Linked DNA regions of Oryzias latipes: regions 2 and 3 are each linked to region 1. A link is a contact called in public Hi-C data. All regions are on one chromosome and are shown on one strand. Each heading gives the region's core, a stretch centred on a gene start, on an enhancer-like site or on the middle of the called end of the contact. The rest is flanking DNA. Distances are from core to core; before and after follow the strand shown. Region 1 holds the start of LOC101172103 (phosphofurin acidic cluster sorting protein 2-like). Region 2 holds the start of LOC101171356 (neuronal PAS domain-containing protein 4-like). Region 3 holds the start of srf (serum response factor).

The links. Hi-C and Micro-C count contacts between places; a contact is called where the count stands out from the background.
Region 2: a Hi-C map of gastrula embryo shows a contact between it and region 1, with 2.2 times the contacts expected there. The contact joins the promoter of LOC101171356 here to the promoter of LOC101172103 in region 1. A contact is called at or near these places in 3 of 5 Hi-C or Micro-C datasets (embryo and gastrula embryo).
Region 3: a Hi-C map of gastrula embryo shows a contact between it and region 1, with 1.6 times the contacts expected there. The contact joins the promoter of srf here to the promoter of LOC101172103 in region 1. A contact is called at or near these places in 3 of 5 Hi-C or Micro-C datasets (embryo and gastrula embryo).

The regions. Positions count from the first base shown.
Region 1 is chr15:28,904,973-28,908,144 of ASM223467v1, reverse strand. LOC101172103 (phosphofurin acidic cluster sorting protein 2-like) reads right to left here and starts at 1,734. Exons shown (of 24, transcript XM_023962982.1): 1 at 1,389-1,734. The coding sequence starts at 1,594.
Region 2 is chr15:28,699,694-28,702,865 of ASM223467v1, reverse strand. LOC101171356 (neuronal PAS domain-containing protein 4-like) reads right to left here and starts at 1,695. Exons shown (of 8, transcript XM_011484724.3): 1 at 403-1,695; 2 at 174-319; 3 at 4-103. The coding sequence starts at 580.
Region 3 is chr15:29,042,216-29,045,387 of ASM223467v1, reverse strand. srf (serum response factor) reads right to left here and starts at 1,658. Exons shown (of 8, transcript XM_011484747.3): 1 at 675-1,658. The coding sequence starts at 1,304.

The DNA of each region.
Region 1 (3,172 bases), core at 485-2,984:
TCTGGAGAGGAGCTCTGCACAGCTCTGCACACCAGTTCATTCTGCAGCCTCAAACACGGATGAGCCGGGGCTTATGGAGGAAGTAAAGGACTCCACATCAAAGACTAACAGCCAAAACAAACATGCAATCGTTTGGTTAATAATAATAATCACCAACAAGTTTTGAAACGATGATTTACAGTTATCTAGTGTAATCTGCAGTGTGGGAAAGTAGATATGATTAGTGCAAAATGCATGACTGCACTGGCGTGATCTTTGTCCATAAAACCTTTAGGACACAGTCACTTAAAAAAAGCATTTTTCCCCTGTTGCTTCCAAATGTGCCATTTTTCCACAACAGGACAGTTTTCACATATGGATTTCAAAGCTCAGCATGTCTGCAAGTTAATCGAGCACGTCATCTTCCAGTTATGCAGATGCAAAAGCAACAGCGTGCAAACAAGCGCACATGCACGCTCACAGCAAAGGAAACCCTCCCCTCACAAGCCAACTTCTGTTCCAATGAGTGAAGCAGATCTGGGTCAAAGCTGATTAATGCGCCTGCAGCCCCCCCAGAGGTTTTTTGGTCAGGTGGCAAAACTGCACACTTACTTGTGAAACAAAAAAACCTGCAAAGTAAAGCAGTGACGACAAAACGTGTCAACAAAACAAAACTGATGAACAGCCTGAGGGTGAGAACCTTTGCAACCACAAAACGACCAAAATGTAATTTCTATTTTCCCCTTTTGGTTGTGTTTCTGCTGATGCTTTGACACAAACATGAAAACAAACAAACAACCACAGAGTTGTGTTGATGTACAGGGCCAGCCAGCTGCTCGCTGCAGCCAGGACGAAAAGGATGCCAATTATGCCGCCGGCATCCATGTCCCTGTATTTATAGACCCGTTATGTAGCTATTAGGTGGCGGGCGCTCCGTAAATCTCAGCGGGCGCGTGGCCGCAGGAGCACGCGGCTCGCGCAGCCTGCGCGCGGACGACCGCCGCAGTTCCGACGGAACTTTTGTTTGCTAGTTCATCTAACGGTCTCTAAACAAATTGATTACACCCCATGTTTACACTAACACTCCAGGCACTTCAACTGCTTCTGTGAAATTAAGGCGTCGTCATGTTGCCAAACTTCAAAAGCACTAAATATATACATTTATTGCGATTAAATAAAAAAAGATTAAAGTATATTTCAAAACGAGACGTTAAGCGCCCGTCCTATTTGCTAGGTAGCATTAGCATTAGCCACCTTGCTAGCTAGCTTGCCAGTTAGCCAATCCGACAGTGTTTAGGATGTGTTGCGGTGGGCGTTTTTTTTTTGCCGTTATTTTTATTTATATCTGTTTCCTTCTCTCCAAACCCTGCAGGTGATGTGTGCTCTGTTGGGACAATGAGGAGTTTTACCTCGGAACGCAGCTGGGGGATGAGCGATCAATCTCCCAGGTTGCAAAGAGGTTCATGGGTACAGGCATGCTGCCCGAGCCGGAGCCCATGACCACAGCCCCGGCTAGCGCTCCTGTCGGGAGGGTGGTCGGTGAGGGTCCACCGCCGCTGCCCGGGTTCAGGAAAGCGGCCCGCACGCCTCCTCTCTCCACAGCCGCCGCCATCATTACCGCTACTGCCTGGGAGCAGTTCTAGTAAAGGGTCGGACAAACGCGGGAGCCGCTAAGCCCTGTACCGCCTGCTCCTGTTCGTTCGGTCTCCCAGCTTCCCTTCATCGACTGTGGATGGTGATGGGCGGGGCGGGGCCTGTCACTGAGAAAGGGAGCAGCGGGGCGGGGCCTGTCACACGGAATGGGAGCAACGGGGCGGGGCATACCACTGAGAAAGGAACTAGCCGGGCGGGGCCTATGGCTCAGAAAGGGAGCAGCGGGGCGGGGCGTCCAGTGAGCAGCAGGCCCCTAAAGATGCATCTCACCACACCTTAAAGGCTTAAAGCCATTTAACATAAACATGTATTCAATTTTTTTTAGCTTTATTTAAAATTAATATTTCTGATGTGAAAAGTAGCGAGGGCAGGGCATCCCTGCATCACCACACTTTGCATTACATAGGGGGTGCAACAATTCATTTTCCCCACAATTCGGTTCAAACCTTGATTTTTGGGTCTCGGTTTTGTTTCGTTTTGACATGTGTTTTTTTTCATTACAAAGGAAAAGCAAAAAAATAAATAAATAAATAAATTCAAGAAAACATTTTAAATGAGCTAATAAGCAAGTAAGAATCAGGACGACCTTTCAGTTTGCTTGGTGGCTTGGTGTAATGTAATAAAACAATAAACAAAAAATCCTTCTTACGTGTTCTTATGAGTTTGACACCTTCAGTGTAAACATACTGGTATGCAATAGCAAAGATTCACTTTCCCCACGATTCAATTCAATGGAGTAAAAATACGGTTTAGTTTTAAGACCAAATTCCAGAAATGACCCAACCATCACACCAGGGCAGGCGTCTGCAACCTTCAACACTGAAGCCGGCTTCTCATGAACCAAAACTTTTTAAGAGCCGCAAGATCGTCCTGCAGAAAAATACAACACGTCTTTGTATTATTGTTATATATTCAATCAATCAATTTGTTTATATATATATATATATATGTGTGTGTGTGTGTGTGTGTGTGTGTGTGTATATATAGATATGACTGAACTTTTGCTTTTTGGGGGATGAATAAAAACTTGGCAGTATAAATACAAGACACCATTTTAATCTCATTTTAGGCAGATATGAGCTAAATAAGTCTACTTTGGGGCATGGTTCATCATCCTTTTTCCCTTTTTATTCATTTTAATCCAAATCTGAATATGATTTTTTTGTTTTAGACCCAATGTAAAAAGTATATGAAGGCCGTACAAATACTTGTTTTTCTGTTTTCTCCTTGGACAGAAACCAAACATTTGTTTTGCTTCAAATGGACGCTAACAATACAGTGAGCTGAAAGAAGATCAACTTTTTACTAATATTTTACTCAGTAATTAAAATGTGTGCATTCTGGAGGAACGGTAGATCCCACTGGGCCTCTTGATCGTGATTTCAACAGCAATATATGAAACAAAAACTTTGCTCATGTTAGGAGACATAAATGAATAAATTTATCAGACTAAGTTTCAATCTCTGTTCACTAGTACCCTTATTCTGTAAAATATCATTTTACTTTTTGTCAGCCACAATGAGGGAGGGGTGAGGCCCTG
Region 2 (3,172 bases), core at 446-2,945, 210 kb after region 1:
TACCTGCTGATGAGCTGCTTCCAACATCCAGGTGTGCCTGGACAGCCTCCACATCGGAGCGCTCCACCATGTCGTAGATTGTGTCTCCCTGCAGCAGGTCAAGCTGGGAAAGGCGGAGCTCGTGTTAGACGCCGTTTCACCACAACCTGCTGGGATCTGGTTCCGACTCTCACCATGGAGAAACCCAGATGTTCGTCCACGTTCTCCGACACGCACACCAGCCGGCCTTCAGCGGTCGTGACCAAGATGAAGCCAGGCAGCGCCGCCAAAAAGGCCTCACACGGCAGGGAGCAGTGCGCCTCCCCCCCAGAGGGGAGCCCTTCAAGATCAATTCAGGCTCCTTGAGTTTGTTGGACAAATGGACTCTGAATAAATACGCATGACTAAGAGGTGAAAGCTTACCCTGGAAGAGACCAGACTTCCTGATGTAGGTACAGATGGCAGCCATGGAGTGAAGGTAGGACAGACGCTCCTGGTCCTCCTGGGAAATGGGGAGCAGAGCGCGCATATTCCTGATCTCATGGTTGATGTGGTCTCGCCGGGCTTTGGACGCTCCCTTGGTGGATCTGTGGGACACCATGGTCACTCGGGTGAGAGGTGGGGTAAACGGAGACGACAAACAAGTCAACAGCCCGGCTGGTTTTCAGAAATCTGATCCAAATCCATCTTCTTCCTTTAGATCCAAAGAAATGAGGACAAGGGATGACTTAATTGGGCTGAACTGATGCGGGGGTTGCTATGGAAACGGCCGATAGGAGAGTCAGCAGCAGCTTCGTCTGGGCCTCTCGCCTGCGTGGTCAGTGTCTGTCTGGCTCCATCCTCAGAAAGCCCGGGCTTTTTATAGCCGCCGCTTCAGCGTGGGCGTCACACACAGAGGGAGGCGGGGCTTCTGAGACCGGGTCCCACGTCACACAGTGAGGATGAGGTCGGCTCATCAGCTCCTCATCCCGTGTTTACAAAAACTCAGCCGCGGACTCCCAGAGGAGCAGAGAGGAGGAGCATCCCTCACCTGAGCTTCCTGCAGGGCGCGCGCCGCTCCTCCCGCCGCAGGTGGGACGTGCACGGAGCCCTGGCGTGACATGTGCACGAGCTGCACCACAGAGGCAGGCTGGGACCTGGCGGCGGGAAAAACCATGCATCATCCAAAGTAAACCAGTCAGACTGCTGCATAAATGAGTTGAGCGCGTGACCTCATGGACCTACCAGCGCGCGCGCGCTCCTCCTCATGTAGCCCCAAAGCCGACAGACAGCGGCGGCCACGCGGGGCAGAGAAAAGCCCCCAGGAGGGCAGTGCGACCCGTATCCAAAGCGTCCCCTTCGGATTTAGTGGAAACGCGCTATAAATAACCCGGGTTACATCGGAGTTTCAGTCCACAGGGTCTCAAATTAAAAACTACATTTCTGGCCTCAGATCCTAAATAAATGCAGAAACTCCACAGCTTTCATCCCTCCATAAACTGACGGACAAGTTGAAGATCTGAATTTCAATAGTAATAATCAATTCTTGATTGATTCAAAACTTTAAAAAACTTACAGGTTTTATGTCATTAAGTTTATTCCTGCCTTTCCATGACAGGTCCGCCTTCTTAACATAGACACAGGTGTGTTTGACACATCCCATGCATGGATGTGTCAAAACATTTCAAAGTTCGGTCTGGGTTTCCTTCTCCATTCATCTTTTTGACCCTTTAGGCCCGGATCAGGACCAGACTATTCTCAGCTCTCCTCAGTCCAAACAAATCCCCCAGAACTCTCGGATCCTCAGGTTCTGCTCTTTCCACACTTGTTGAAACTCAACAAAAAACAAAGAGAATTTTGGATATGCTCACTTGACTTTTGATCATTTTTGTTTTTGCATGTGGAGCAGTGGTTAGCACTCTCAGGCCCTGGTTCAAATCCAGACTAGGTAACCTTCTGTGTGCAGTTTGCAGGTTCTCCCGGCCTGTGTGGGTTTTGTCCAGGCGCTCCGGCGTCCTCCCACAGTCCAAAGACATGCTTCACCTGGGTAATTGGTTTTTCTAAGCTGTCCCCATAGGTGTGCATGTGGGAGTGACATGTACCCCATGTACCCTGGGACCCTGAAAGGGGGTAAAGGATGGAGTTTTAGGACATTTTATTGTTTTAACATATACCTTTATGTCAAGCACTTTGGTTCTAAATGTGTTATTGAACGGTGCTCTACAAATAAAGGGATGATGGGGGAAAAAAAGCTGCACAGAAAGTAAAGCAAGAGACAAACCTCTAAATCTTTCCAGTATTTTAAATATATTTTCTGTCTGATCTTAAAGGACTGATGGAGCAGAGACGGTCTGCAGCATTCCTCATGCGGCAGGAAATGCATGCCAACAGTCCTGAATGAGGATTCCTGCTTCCCTCCAGATATCCTCTAGTGATGCAAGAAGTGTTGCATAAATGAACACGGACCGACGATCAGAAAGATCTTTGCTTTTTGAAGCGGCAGCTCAGAGGACACTGATGCTTCACGGGTCTGATCTGCTGCACAGGAGTCCGAGTCCCTGGGGGGTCGGATGAGGGCAGAAGCATTAGTTTAAAAAGAAATTTTCAAAAGAGAATTTTTGAATTTTTCAAAGTGCTAATGTAGACATTTTGTTGCTCTCAAAAAAACAATTCTTTAGATTTATTTAAAAGCGTTGCATCAAGCGGTTGCATGCAACCACAACGAGCAATTGCTCCAAAGCAAATCCCATGAGGATAAATAGTCTTAGTTCACAGTAAGAACAGAATGTTGGCCGTTCGTTAAGAACTGAGGGAGTGTTATGATTTATTTATTATAGGCCCAATATTTTATCCAGGAAACCTGGTACTTTATTTTGAAAAACACGATATTGATGCATTTTTATGTCTTTATCACAAAAGAAACTCTGTAAAATCAACGACAAACTGTTGATGTTTGTTTTCTTTCTACTGTCAGGCCTAAACAGTGGGGTCCTTAATGATTTCAGATTCAAAGGCAACCATTAAACACAATCCCACTTTAGACTTCAGTTATTGACTTTTTTTTTTGGATTTCCGAGCAGCTTTGGGAGTTTGTCTTCAAAAGACTTTAACTGTCAGCCCAGGCTTCCTCTGAATTGGTCTCTTTGCAGATGAATAGATGATGTTCATGGCCATTGCTTGGCTCAAAGGCTGCTACCATGACACAGTCACACCA
Region 3 (3,172 bases), core at 409-2,908, 140 kb before region 1:
GTCAGCTCCTGTCAGGGCTGACGGAGTGTGGGCAACAGAAATCTCCATCCCCTCATTGTTGCCAAAAGCCCACATGAAGACACCACAGTTTCCACGACAACAGTCTGGGATGCATCAAAACACAACAGTTTAGATGGTGCTGTGGAAATAAAAACACACTGAAAAAAAGAGGAGTTTTTATGAAATCTGGCTCCTAATGACCTTCAGATGATCAGCAGAATATTTCTGTGTGATCGGGTTTTTAAGAGAGCGGTTCCGTGTGCAGAAGAACCAAACATGAGTATTCAATGAGGTTCTGCTCCTGGTTCTGGGTGCACCATACGGTGGTCTGTGCAATCGTCTGGTCCGGTTCCCGGGGGTTTAGTCAGCTGTTGGCACATGCAGGCCTGCAAGCCATGTGGCAGCTGCATACATGCATGCATGCATGCATGCAGCTCCATGCATGCATGCATGCATGCAGCTCCATGCATGCATGCATGCAGCTGCATACAGTTATGTGGGGTGAACTTCGTCACAAGCAGAACCGGGATCCTGCATCCTCTGAGGAGGATGTCAGAACTTCCAGACCCAAACTCTGGACATGCTTTCCTCCTCTGAGGGAGCTGTCAGCTCACAAATCAATGAACCAATCATCTTAATCAATCAATGAGCGTGCACGCGCCTCACACACTCACCTTCTTCATGATGCCCGTCTTCCTCTTGCTGAAGGTCGTGTACCTCCGTAACTTGTTGTCTATAAACTCCATCTTAATCTTCACGCGCCCCCGGGTCTTCTTCCCGGGCTTTGCCCCGGCGACTCCCCCGGACACCATGCCGTAATCTCCGGGGGTGACTCCCGCCTCCTGCCCCGCCGCCGCAGCCTCCATCATCTCCCCCCTCTCCCGCTTCACCCCTCTCCTGCTGTCCCCGAGTGACCCCACCGGGTCGTCGTCGTCCCCGGACTCAGAGTCGTTGTCGGAGCCGCTGCACACCCGCTCCGGGTCGAACCGGGCCCCCATGGGCAGCACGACGCCCGCGTTCAGCCCCACCATGTGTCCCGGTACGGCAGCCTGCAGGGGGTTCCCTCCGGTCCCGTTTCCCGGTCTCGCGGCCCTCGAGCCGCCTGGACCGTTGGCTCCGAGCATCCCAACCGCGTCCCTGTCCCCGGCGTGTCGCCCCGCAGCGCCCGCGCCGTCGCTTAGCCCCGGTCGGACCAGGACGGGGCGAATCCCGCCGCCGACAACCCCCGAACTGTGACCGGTGCTGCCCTTGCCGGACGCGGACCCGTTTCCAGATGGTACCGATCCAGCCTGGCTGGGTAACATTATATTTAGGTGACCGACCGAGTCCCGAGACACCAGCTGGAGAAGCTGGAGCGTGGCGTTGCGTGAGTGCCTCCTGATATATACCGCACGCGCCGGGGCCACGCAATGTAAACAAAGCGCTCAGTTGATTTGGACGCTACGAGACATTAGTGACCCAGACTTTGAGAGTGACGCTGCCCCCGGACCCGCGAACCCGGCTCCGTTCGGTCCACACTCCTCCTCTATTTCCAAAACTCTCCGTACTTTCTCAAAAAGGAAAGCGCGAACAGCTCCGTCGATATGACTCCGCTGCGTCACATAGTTCGCCGTGTGAGCAAAAAAAAAAAGGCCGAATATAACACCCTATGTACTCACGCGAAAACGTGAAGGCGTCGCTTTATTTACATTATTTAGTTTACGTGGATCAGAAATGCATAAAATGATCCCGCATTTTAAAAAGTTATCGCCACGGCGGAGTGATACGAGAGCCAGGGAACTACTTTCCTCCTTATAAAGAGATACAACGTTTCCTTATATGGTGCTGTCTCTCCTTATTTGGTGAGTCACAACGTCGCCTGCTGATTGGTTGAAGATTATCTGACTAAAGCAGTGATTGGACGATAATAGAAGCTCATTTGAATAAATACCAAAATGGTTGCAGTGATGTCAACGTCACAGTCAACGCTCATGTCGCCGAAAAGCGCAACAAAAACACAAAGTTTTCCGTTACAGATTATTTGAGTTTTTTGTTACGCAGTTTGTAATTCAAACATTTGTCCCCATCAACACAAATGTAGAAAAAAAAACATTACAAGCCAACAATAAAATAACGTGAAAAACAAAAAGTACAACAAAAAGCGCGTGGTGATTTATTTCAGTCTGCTCGGGCCTCAAACTCACCTGTTGGTCTACCTTTATTATGACGGCTGGACCAATGAGCTGAGGTCACCAAACTGAGTCTAAAGGTCACGGATGGAAAAGAGCTTCAAGGTCAAAACTGGTCCAAAACCATATTCCTCTTATTCTAAAGGTTCCTGTTAAAAAAAAAAAAAAAAAAAACTTTATTAAATCAGCCAAATCTGGAGCAGCTACAGCCCAACACCACCCAACCTAAAGAACCCCCCCCCCCCCCCCAAAAAAATGTGGCTTTTTTCTAATTGACATTTCATTTCTTTGTTCAAATCGCTGTGAATCAGGAGCAGAAGAAAAGATGCTGTTTGAAAAGGATTCATAAATATGCTGGGTGGTCACAAGCTGGTCTAGGCTTTCAGAACAGTGATGGGAAAGGGGGCGGGGTGGCTCCACATTAACAGCCTCGGTGGAAGACGACACAGATTTGTTTTAGGCTAAAAACGGCATCATCACTTTTAAAAGGCCACTAGGAAGACTTTGAAAATAGGGCAGAAGATGATGAGCAGAACTTCAAAGATTTCAAAAATGGAATTTAGAAAAAGTAAAGTTATGTTCCATCAAAAAAAAAAAAAGACAAATCTGAGCTCAAACTAAGAAATTAAAGGATAAATCCATCGTCATCATCACGGTGTGCATATATGTATATATGTCAGGTTAAACTTGTCATGGAAGTCAACAGGAAACTACATTAGTTTAAACATGAGCATAAAGAACTTTCTTTTTAAAAATAGGTTTAAAAAGTTTAAAAACAAGATCAAAACGGGCCCAAGAGCTACTAGTTTCCCTCAACGATGGATGGATTTAGAAATAATCAAGAATGACTGAAAACTTATCTGGCAAATATTTATGAAATTCCACAAGCTTTGATAACAATGAATATTAAACCTAATTATGAAATGTTAGAACACTTAAACACTGATTTTTGAGACCATGTTCTTTTTTAAACTAAATCCATTTCTACATAAAAACACCTCCCC